Regions from separate parts of the Gossypium hirsutum genome. Here region 2 is linked to region 1. Evidence: chromatin contacts called from public Hi-C data. All regions are on one chromosome and are shown on one strand. The core of a region is the stretch at or near the end of the contact, and the rest is flanking DNA. Distances in the headings are between cores, read along the strand shown.

Evidence for each region. Hi-C and Micro-C count contacts between places; a contact is called where the count stands out from the background.
Region 2: a contact with region 1 is called in a Hi-C map of leaf, with 2.9 times the contacts expected there. The contact joins two enhancer-like sites. A contact is called at or near these places in 14 of 34 Hi-C or Micro-C datasets (anther, callus, cotyledon and 3 more).

Annotation. Positions count from the first base shown.
Region 1 is chrA04:74,710,152-74,716,136 of Gossypium_hirsutum_v2.1, reverse strand. No RefSeq gene overlaps it. Among protein-coding and RNA genes, the nearest start is that of LOC107948029, 34 kb to the right of the region's middle. Within about 2 kb of position 3,401, at least 4 of the 9 cell types and tissues checked have an H3K27ac peak or open chromatin away from gene starts, as enhancers often do. A contact at or near this core is called in cotyledon and leaf, where this site is marked.
Region 2 is chrA04:74,817,015-74,822,999 of Gossypium_hirsutum_v2.1, reverse strand. LOC107948836 (a long non-coding RNA gene) reads right to left here. Exons shown (of 2, transcript XR_005925677.1): 2 at 5,175-5,959. Among protein-coding and RNA genes, the nearest start is that of LOC107948836, 4.4 kb to the right of the region's middle. Within about 2 kb of position 3,394, at least 2 of the 9 cell types and tissues checked have an H3K27ac peak or open chromatin away from gene starts, as enhancers often do. A contact at or near this core is called in cotyledon and leaf, where this site is marked.

The sequences.
Region 1 (5,985 bases), core at 2,152-4,651:
ATCAAAGACTTGGGTCATTTAAAATACTTTCTTGGAATGGAAATTGCTCGATCAAAGAAAGGTCTTGTAGTCTCTCAGAAAAAATATGTGATTGATATTTTAAAAGAGGTTGGGATGAGCGATTGCCGCCTTGACACATCAATTGATCCAAATATAAAATTCGAAAATAAAGAAGAACGGTTAGTTGATAAAGGGCAGTACCAGAGATTAGTTGGTAAGTTAATTTACTTATCACATACAAAGCTAGACATAACTTTTGTAGTGAGCTGAGTGAGTCAATTTATGCACTCCCCAATGGAGGAACATGAAGAAGTAGTGTTTTGGATTCTTAGATACTTGAAGAGTTCACCTGGAAAAGGATTATTCTTCAAGAAATCCGAACAAAGAGGAATTAAAGCTTATACAGATGCAGATTGGGCAGGCTTAATAATAGATGGAAGATCTACATCAGGATACTGTACATTTGTTTGGGGAAACCTTATGACTTGGTGAAGCAAAAAATAAAGTGTTGCAGCAAGAAGTTGGCCAGAGGCTGAGTTTAGATCAATGGCTCAAGGAATTTGTGAAATGATGTAGTTAAAAAGCATTATGGAAGAGTTGAGAAAACCAATAACTTCACCAATAAAGTTGTACTATTTTAGCAAAATTGTCATTAGTATTGCTCACAACCCAATCCAACATGACAGAACTAAACATGTTGAGATTGATAGACACTTTATCAATGAGAAGACTGAAGAAGGCCTAGTGTGCCTGTCATTTATTCCTTCAAAAAAACAAATTGGTGACATACTCACCAAAAGGCTCTCTAAGACAAACTTTGATTTTCTTGTAAGCAAGTTGGACATGATTGATATATATGCACCAACTGGAGGGAGGGTGTCGAAATACGTGAAACCCCATATATTTTTGGGATATTTTTTAAAGTTATTTAAGTAGATAAATCTTAAAATAAATTAATTAAAATTTATTAGAATAAGGGAATTATTTTCCTACTTAAGTAAATAAAATACAGAATAGTTTTATTAAATACTCTCTTGGAAACTTTCAACAAGAAGCTTTTACAAGTGAAGAGTGGAAGAATACAATTCAACAATAATACAATGCTTTGATAAAGAATCAGACTTGGTCTTTGGTCCCTCTATCACAAGATCAAACACCGATTGGGTGTAAATAGTTGTTCAAAATCAAAAGAAATCCTAATAGATCAATTTCAAGGTATAAAGCTTGGTTAGTTGCAAAGGGTTACTCACAAATTGTTGGCTTTGATTTTCAAGAAACCTTCAATCTTGTTGTGAAGCCAGTTACTATTTGTGTCATTCCCTCTTTTACTATTACGAAGGGATGTAAGTTGCATCTACTTGACATCAACAATGCATTTTTAAATGGTGATTTAGTTGAAGAAGTGTATAAGGAATAGCCTCCCAGTTATGAAAAGTATGGCAGCAATGGTCAATAGCTTGTATGTAAACTAAACAAAGCTCTTTATGGTCTTAAGCTCCATGGGTATGGTTTAAAAAACTCAAGATTTATTTAGTGTCAATTGGATTCTATTCAGCAAAATCTGATGCGTCTTTGTTTATAAGGAGAAAGACTAGGGGTGTCATGTTTTTACTCCTGTACGTTGATGATATTATACTGACCGGGAATAATGAGGTAGATATTGCAGACTTTGTGAAATATCTAAATGTCGTGTTTTCACTAAAGGATTTAGGGTTGTTGCATTATTTTTTTTAAGAATTGAAGTCAAGTATATTAACAATAGGTTGTTTCTTAGTTAGAGAAAGTATATTACAGAATTGTTAAAAAGAGCTCATATGGACTAAGCTAAAGGTCAACCAACGTATATGGTAAGCACATATGCACTTTCGACCACTAGGGGATGTTAGAGTGTTAATAAATTAGAGTATTAGTGAATCAATTACGATTTGTTATTCAGTTGTTAAATAGTTGTTAAGCTGCTAAGCAAGAGTAGTTAGTAGTCATCTACTATAAATATCAAATCATTGTGTACAGAGACGACTAACAATGAAAGATACTGAATACAATTCTTAATCATAAGCTTTCTCTTATTTTCAATACAGTTTTAGGTTAAGTTTACCTTAGATTTTAACAGGGGAGACGCTTTCATTGATGTACATGAGTATCGGAGCATTGTTGTATATTGTGATAACCAGACCTGAAATTGCATTTGCAGTAAATCACATATGTCAGTTGCTGCATCAACCATTAGATTTGCATTTCAATTCTATGAAGAGAATTTTGCGTTAATTGAAGGGTATGCTTGATCATCATTTGATGTTTTGGCTAGCATTGCAACTATTTATTGAAGGGTTTGCTGATGCGAATCTGGGATCAGATGTGGACTATAGACACTCTACCACCAGATATTGCATCTTCTTTGGTGGAAATCATGTATCATGGTCTTCTAAGAAGCAGTAAGTGGTCTCTTGTTCGACAGCAAAGGCTGAGTATCGAAGATTAGCCTTTGCCACAGCTGATGTTATGTGGCTTGAGTCCTTAGTCATGGAGTTAGGAGTTGCAATGGATGATAAATCAAGAATCTGGTGCAATAATACTAGTACGGTTGATGTGTCCGCGAATTCGATTATGCATTCCAAGTTTAAAGGTGTTGAATTAGATGAGAAATTTGCAGAGGGACAACTATTTATTGGTGAAGTTCCTGGCTATGATAAAGTGGTAGACATACTTACTAAGCCCTATCTGCTCCATCATTTTGCCGGTTACGAGACAAGCTAGGCGTTCCCTTGCTACCTTCTTCAAGTGATGCCTTGTGTTCATCTCAAGTATGATTTCTTCTTGTTGGTTAATTTTGTTTTGTTTTTCTTGGTTTTTTTAGGAAACATAACAAGCGGAGATTGATAGGTGAATGTTAAGTTATCATATTAGCATAGGTTAGTTATTTACTAGTCTGTTATGTTAGTTTAAATATGGTTGTAACTTCTTTTACTGTTAACAACTAAATTGATTGTCTAGGATGAGTTGTTAGTAACAACCTTATCAGTAATTAGTAGTTTCCTATTGTATAAATTGAGTTGGGCTCCTATTGGGAGCTATTACAGCTAAATAAATAAAAAGGAGTAGCTATTTTCATTCTTTCTATTTTGTTCACTCATCTATAAACTGATCAATAAACACTGTAATTAATCTAAAGGCGCGACCCTTAGTTACCCAACATATAAGATTGCATATTCAGAATTCATTTGCCATAATTTTTTAAGTGATGCTGTGCCGTCTACGTTATATCATGCACGAGCATAAATTCATAAAAACGCTGGTGAGATGGTCAACACCCTATTGACAAAGGATGCTGTTGATGACTTTGCCTCTGAGCTTTACCGTCTCAGATCCTATAATCTGTAGACTCTACTAAGTTTTACAGACCCAATTTTCAGATTCATCATTACCTCATTATGAAATTGGAAATGGGCTTCAACCCTACACCAATCCATTCATTTTACATTTTCAGTAGGCTAACTTCACATGAACCCATAACGCCTACAAGTAGATCAAAATCCAAACATGTTAAGCCCAAAAATTCGATGCAACTTTTCATATGTTCTGATCTTTCACAAGTAACTCTAGTTATTAAGAACCACGTGTTAACTTGGCATTTTCCTCTAGGCAAATTAATCACACAAGTCGGTAAGGAAAATCCATTCAAAAAATCCTTGTCTTAACAAGTTCATTTCGCATCAGATAATTGAAGACTGCAACACACTTTGAGTGGAACACACAGAGTAAATGTCTGTGTTTCAAATGATGGTGCTCACAGCTTGCCTGCACGACAATTATTTACTCTTTCTAACGCATCCAAACCCCTCATTTTTAATGAGGCCATGTGACAATTTTTTTTTTTCTATTTGCCTCCATTGATAATAGTATGGCATTAAATGACATACAACATGTTGTAACTTTGTTTTGTTTGTGATACCCCTTCTCTCATTGCAGGTAGTTGAATTGGATCAATCACTCTCTTAATGTTTGATTATTGCACGTAATAGTGGCAGGTTTTCTTCTTCTTCTTCTTCTTCTTCTTCAAAGCATTAGGGAGCCGATTAAGAAGTAAGAAAATGTGGTGAAACGATTAAGAGGAAATAAAAATGATTGTGAAAGTGTAAAAACAATGCATGATGAACAGTACGAGCAGTAGTACAGTACTGAGGTGGGCGGGCCTTTAAAATGACTTTTTTTAGCTAAATTGGTTCATATTGAACGTATTCTTAAATGGGGAATCCAAATTTATTTACTAGTAAAAGAAAGGAAAAAGATTGATTTGTACAGTTAGTCGTATAAAATTTCTGGTTTGCCAGTTATGTAGATATAGTATTAAATAGACAGAAGCATGGGGTTGGGGTTGGGTCATTGGGAGTCCCTTTCATCTTTTTCTCCTTAAAGCGGATTGGAACATGGTGAAGCTGAAGCAGGACATTGCACCAATGTTTGTTCTTTTTATTGTAATAATAATTATTATTATTTGTAAAAGGAATGCTTTTTATGGGAAAACAGTGCTAAGTCTTAATTATTGTGTTATATTGGCCAAACGAGTAAATCTTACTTTGTAGGCAATTCCAAGTTATGGTCACAAAAAAAAAAAAAACGTTTTTATATATTAATTTACACGACGTGGGTGGGTGAAAAAATTAATATAAAATCCAACAGTGATTTTAATTAAGGTGGTAAAACTTTTTTTAAACTTTAATAAAATAGTAAATTTGAGATAATAAAAACTTTCATGATTCTCATTATGTTTTTTTTTTAAATTTATCAAAATATAAAGGATATAAAAACTATTAAAATAATGTTTTTTACGTTTGTAAAAGTAATAAACTTTTAATAATTTTATAATTAAATTGATAAGTGATATTAACGATAGTTTATATTAAAATTTGTCATACTCACCATCTGTGACTATAATTAATCTCCTCACTACAGGTGTTATCTAATAAGATAAACAACTGACTATAAAATGTGCTACCTCTATTTTTTTTTTCTAATGTGAGAGATAATTTTTTTTTCCCTGGAGGGAATAGTTTCAGAGGAGTAAATAATTATTCTTATATACTTTTATATTAAATTAATGATTTTGGCTGCTTTTTTTAAAAAAAAAATCATAAACTTTATATACTTTGGCTTAGATTTTGAAATTTTTGGCAAAAAAAAATAGATTTTGAAATAAATAAATAAATATAGTAAACTACACCATTAGTCATTAGACTCTAAGTAAGTTTTTTATTTTGGTCACTAAAATTTTGATTTTTTTTGTTATCTAATTATTAAGTGGCACATTTTTAGTTGATACAATAACAATTTTAATTCATAATTTTCATACTTTTTGTCAATTTCACTTTGATTACATATAAAATTATAAAAAAAACTCAAAATTAATTTTAAAATGAAAAATTGTTTTTCTTTTCATATAAAGAAAAAGCTATCGGTAAAAAATAGGAAACCAATAAATTTTCTTAATGTTTTTTTTTATGTTTTTTAAAGAATAAGTATTGGAAATCTCTATACAAGTAATACAGAAAGAAAATTTGGAGGGCTTAAAAACAAAATTTCCTTATTTTCTCTCACTTTATTTATTTTTAAAATTTTATCAAAATTTCCTTATTTTCTCTCACTGTATCTATTTTTAAAATTTTATCTTCTTTTATTTTTATTTTAATTTTTATAATTTTATAAATTTTAAAAAAGAATTTCAATTTTTATCATTTTTATATAATCAGGGTTAAATTAACAAAAAGTGGAAAAACTAAGGACTAAATTGATATTATACCAACTAAAAAAGTGATACTTAACATTCAAGTCACAAAAAAAAATAATTTCAAAAACTTCAGTGGCCAAATTGTAACTTTTTTTAGTTAAGTGACTAAAATGAAAACCTACCTATAATTTAGTTATTAATAATGTAGTTTTACCCTGTTATATATAAATAAGTTGTAATATTTTGATTTTTAAAATGAT
Region 2 (5,985 bases), core at 2,145-4,644, 110 kb before region 1:
CACGTTAAATTTGTGTGTTCAATTTCTCAATTTCTTTTGTGATTTTTACTTGTTTGTTGTTTAATTGGCTCAATCCCTAACAAGTGATATCAGAGCTAGTTTAATTTTTGTATATCAGCCTGTTCAGAGATGACAACAACAAATTTTGAAATTGAGAAGTTCGATGGTGTCACAAATTTCAATCTGTAGTAAGTTCGGATGATGGCAATTTTAGTTCAAATAGGTCTGAAAAAGGTTGTTACCAAGAAAAAAGCCTGAGAATCTAAATCAAACAGAATGGGAAGAGCTTGATGAAAAGGCTTTGTTTGCAATTCATTTGTGCCTCACAAATACGGTATTGCAGGAGGTATTGATGGGGAAGACCTCATCCGCCTTGTGGAAAGGTTAGAAATCTTTATGCGACTAAGTCTTTGACTAACCGTTTAGTGTTGAAACAATGTTTATTTACGTTTCGTATGAACCGATGTGAGCTTCTTAGAGATCACATCAGTCAATTCATTATTCTTTTAAATGATTTAAAGAACGTTGAGATTCAGATTGATGATGAAGATCAGGCTATGCTATTATTGTGCTATTTACACCATTCATACAAGTCTTTCAGCGAAACCCTGATTTATGGTAGAGATAAACTCTTGTTCGAAGATATGAAGGGTCATTTATTGAGTAGAGACAAACTCGAAAATGAGTTTGGTTCAGATAGTAATGCAGATAAGCAAGCTTCTATTTTGGTAGCATCAAAGAAGTAGGACAAAATGTATCGCTATTGTAAAAAGTTAGGTCATGTCAAAGCAGATTGTTATAAACTGTGAAATAAAAGGGTTATTGAGAGTAATGAGGAAGATGTAGCTAGTGTTAGTTTGGCCGATGAAAGTAGTAATGATTTCCTATCAATGTCAACGAGCGATAACTCTAAGCTTACGTCCAAGTGGATCCTAGATTCAGGATGTTCTTTCCGCATGTGTCCCAATAGAGAATGGTTCTCCACATATAGTTTGATTAAAGGTGGAGTTGTACGCATGGAAAACGATTCATCTAGTAAGGTAATTGGTATTGGTACTGTTAAAATTAGGATGCATGATGGGACGATTAGGACACTCTCAAATGTCAGGTATGTACTTGATTTATGAAAGAATCTCATCTCTTTGAGTATTTTAGACTTGAAAGGATGCAGAATCAACATCAAGTTGAGCGATATTAAATTATCTCGTAGAGCTCTCGTTTTGTTAAAAGGTAAAAGAACCGGCAGTCTTTATATTCTGAAAGGCTCTACAGTAACCGGTGAAATCAAACGTCCCTCGTCCGTTACGGAGTTGAAGTCAACTCATTTGGAGCAGAGGCAACTTGGTCATAGGAGGGAAAAATGTATGACCGTTTCTTTGAAGAGAGGTTTTCTTTTGGATGCAGGTTTTGAAAAGTTAGGGTACTGTGTTCGTAAAAATCAGACCCGGGTTAGTTTTGATTTGGTAGTGTAAAAGTCGAAGACTAGACGTCTTCCAGTTTCTAAGCACAGATTTCACTCAATTAATTCTCTGCATAGTTCAAGGTTCAAGATAGGCCCGTGGCGGGCTTTGGCAAAGATGGCGTTGTGGAAATATGAGTCAAGATGGAGATTTGTTAAGTATGACTCCTATTTCAGTCAAATTTGAGAAATAATCTTCCAATTAAACTATATTTATTTGTTTTAATCAAACTCTGATTAGTTTAGATTATTTTATTATTATTTGACCTATGAATTTAGCCTATAAATAAGTTTTTTTACAACCTTAAAAAATTCACCCATTAGAGATTAGAACTCATAACACTTTTAGAGAAATTTGTGTTTACGTTTTTCGGGTTTTCGGGGTTTAGTTTTTATCTCCATCTTTTGTACTCTTCGTTCTTTTTCCATTATAGTAAAACTATTTTTGCCCGTGATTTTTTTGTCCTTTTTGGAGGGGTTTTTCCACTTTAAATTTGTATGTTCAATTTCTCAATTTCTTCCGCTATTTTTACTTGTTCGTTGTTTAATCGGGTCGATCCCCAACATTAGGCAATGTGTATTTAAATACACTTAAATTTACATTCTCTCTGTTATTGCATCACATTTAAATAATAGGTAGAAGATATTAAGATGAGCAAGATATTGTCACTAGACCTTACCTAAGTCCTAACCATCCATTAACCGCCCTATTAAGAGCTTATCTTTTTGTTTTGTCCTGTTGGACCAAGCCCCTCGACTTGGGTCTTATTCATCACTCACAACTTTAAAAGGAAAACTAACACAACTACTATCATTCAACTTTTTATATAAAGAAAAAAAATAAAATGGAGAAACCAATAGAATAACACAATGTAAAGAGAAATCTGAACCGGTTAGGGTCCCCTCCCGTTATGATTTGAGAGAGAGAACTAAAGTGTTATGTTATCCAATGTTTTGGATAAAATTTTCAAATCGATATTAGATAGATTGATTATTTCATTTGGACTTTGGAGTTCAATTAACAATGATGAAATTTGGTTTCTCAACTTGAATGATGATGAGTGATAAAGAGAATGATTCTTATGTCATGCCATCACAGGGTGGAGAAAAACACTTTGATAATATAACAATCTATTTTGAGAGGAGGTTGGGTCATATCTATACTCTCTATATCACTTCTAAAAAGTATTATGAATTAGAAATTTGATTATATTTTGTTTCATTTATTCGAAAAATAAGTAAATTAGTATCTATATATTAGATCAAAGAGTAAATTAATTATTTGTATTAAAAATTTCATCCGATTTTGCTGTTAAAATTTAGTGTGGTTGATAGAATAACCAGAAGTGACACGTTGCATGCCACATATACCTCATACTGACATACAAAGACCAATTTTTATAAGCAAAAATGAATGAAATTTTTAATTGAAGGACCAAATTACTCTTTGATCTAATGTAGAAGAACTAATTTACTCATTTTTTTAATAAAATGATCAAAATATAATCTAATTTTTAATATAAATTTTTTTATAATACTTATATTTAAGTATGACTAAAATTGAGTAGAACAATTTTATAATCTAAAACTAATAAATAGAAAGAAATATTTTAGGAAATGGAAAGTGGAGAAAAGAAACCATGACTTGAAGATAAACATGAGGTAGGAAAAGCAATGTTTGACAAATTCAAAATCGGTGTGGGTTATGATAAGATTATGAAGTTATGATTACTAATAAATGTGTTTTGTAAGGGGAAATGATGTGGGTGAGATGAAAGTGAAACACTTATGCAAAAGTATGGCATTGGAAATGATAGAAGAGTAGCACAATTAAAAAACAAGCAGCTAAAAACTCCAAAGCTTAATCAGCAGATAAGATCAATAGACCCAAAACAAAAGTTGAACACGTTAAGAGCATGAAAGCGATGTACAAAGTGCCCATGTCGACGAGGGTTTTAAACCTGACTTGCATGTGCCGCCCATGCTTGCACTAGACAACCTTATTTTAGGCCTAATTTTCTTGGGGTCGAACGTAGCAAAATATTATGGGTTAGTTTAATAATGTTTTTGAAAAGTGCTTTTAAAAAATATTTTTAAGAAGTATTTTTAAAAATGTTAGTTCAAGATTTAAGTGTTTAGTATTCTTCTCAAAAAGTGATTTTAAAAAATAAAATGTTCATATTAAACATGATATTATCAAGTAACAAATATGTATTTAAATAATATTAAAATTAATTAATATTATTATATTTTAGTAAGAATATAAATTTTTTTTATAAATTGTTGTTAATATTTTAATATATGAAATAAAAATTTTAAATATTTTTAAGCAATAAATATTAATTATTTATAAAATTTAATTAGAATATATAAACTATATTTTAAATATTTAAATATAACCATTAAATATTTGTAATTAGATATTAACATATTTGTATTATTTTAAAAAATATTTTTTTATTTTTAATTAATGATTTGAACACATTTGTAATTAAACACCGAGGGAAAAAAGAAAGAATGTAAAGTATTATATTGTTGGAGGGATGAAAAAGTAATTAAATACTAAAAATACTTTTAGAAGAGGAAAAGCTAAAAGCTTTAGCTTATCCTTTTTAAAGGTGTTTTTGAAAAACAAAAAATTTCAACTTTTCTTCAAAAAGTAAATTTTTTTAATCACTACTAAACAAACCCTATATCATATTAAAAATATCTTCTTTGGATTGCACGATTTTCTTGCTAGGAGGGGTAATGTTCCTGCATTATTTTGTAACTTCAAATTTAAGGATTCTAACTATATATTTGGTTTATTGTAATAGAATAACTATTAAGTGGAAATGGACACGATATTCAGTTAATTTAATGTAATAGATAAAGAATAATAAATTATTGTTCGATAGATAAGAATGATGTTTTGGAATAGTTTAGTAATGGATGTAAAATACCTTCTTCTTTTTTTAAATTTAAAATAAAACAAATAGCAATAATCTATATAATATTTTAAAAACTAATAAAATATTTTTTAAAAATATTATTTTAAAAAATAAATTTAATAATATATATTATTTTTAAAATAATTTTTTTAAAAATATATTTACAAAAAATTAATATATAATTTTAATATGTACGTATCTTTTTTTTTTTTGAAGATTATCGGGCTGGACATTTTATTAACTTATAAAACAAAACAAAAACAAAATTGGCCCATAGATAACAGTTTGGTCCAAACCATGAAAATCGAGAACAAAAAAATGTAAAAAAAAAAAGAAACTAAAATAAAATCTTTAAAAAAATATTAAGCTACGTTTGTTTGCCAGTAAATTATTTTTCGGAAAATAATTTCTGAAAAATGATTTACTTTTCTGAAAATGATTTATTTTTCTGGTGTTTGGATGAATCTGTATAAAATATTTTCTGCTGTTTGGCAGATTTCCTGAAAATATTTTATAAAAGCTGCTTTAAATGACTAATTTGAGAACAGCAGGTGCATCAACTGTGACCACCACCTTCACCGATGGTTGATCGGACCACTTCGTAATTTCAGCAAACCTGCTCAAATGCATCCCACTCAATAATGAACAATCATACATCAATACAGAATTTGAAGGGGACAACTGCATATCTACACATTATATCTACTTTATCTCCAATACAAGACAAGCACAACATCACTGCATAGAAAAAGCTTTCATATACAATTTGATTTCCATTGAACCTATTATCAAATTTCAGCAAAATATATTCAAATTAGGGATAGTAAATGTCAAAAATTTAGAAATGAAATTATTTTTCATCAATTACATAAATAAAAGTATATTATGATTTTAGATACCTTCTAATAGCTAGTATTAATTTTTAACCAGTCACATGATTTATTTTCAGAAACATGAGTAAATGGCAAGCAGGATGTGAAGCATTGCCTGTGCACTCTCAAGCCAGACCTTGCTTTATATTTCGATTATCTTTGCTTTTGAATCCTCTTGTCTCGTATTGGCAGTTCAATAGGCTACGCACTCTCGTATAGCCAGACCCTGCGCACTCTTGTATTGGCACTCTCTCGTAGTCTGTCCCAACTATCAATTATGAATCCAACCAAAAGGAAAGTTGATTCAAGTGAAGTAATTCCTACATTGTAGGGATAAAGACAGCTCTCAGGAGACATAGAAGCTGAGCTTTCTTGAGAAGAAGGTAGGACAGGGCAAACATTGATCATTATCTGTATAAGCTCCATTGCTATTATTTTTCTCTTATAAGGAGCAGAAGGATAACAAGAGAAGAAAAGAAAACAACTCAACCACCTCATAAAATTAAATAGCTCCTCTACTCCGCTAACTGGTATTATCCTCATTTCTCTGACATAGACACAACTCGCTAATTTCATTGTTCATACGAGGCTGCCAGCTTCCCTGCTTAAATTGCCTCTCCAAGGCTGTACGCACCTGAGAAAAAAACTTCCTAAACAAGCTGTGCCGCTGAACATGAGATCTTCTTCAACAGGTATGCCTGTACTATTTCAAACAGCGGGTCAG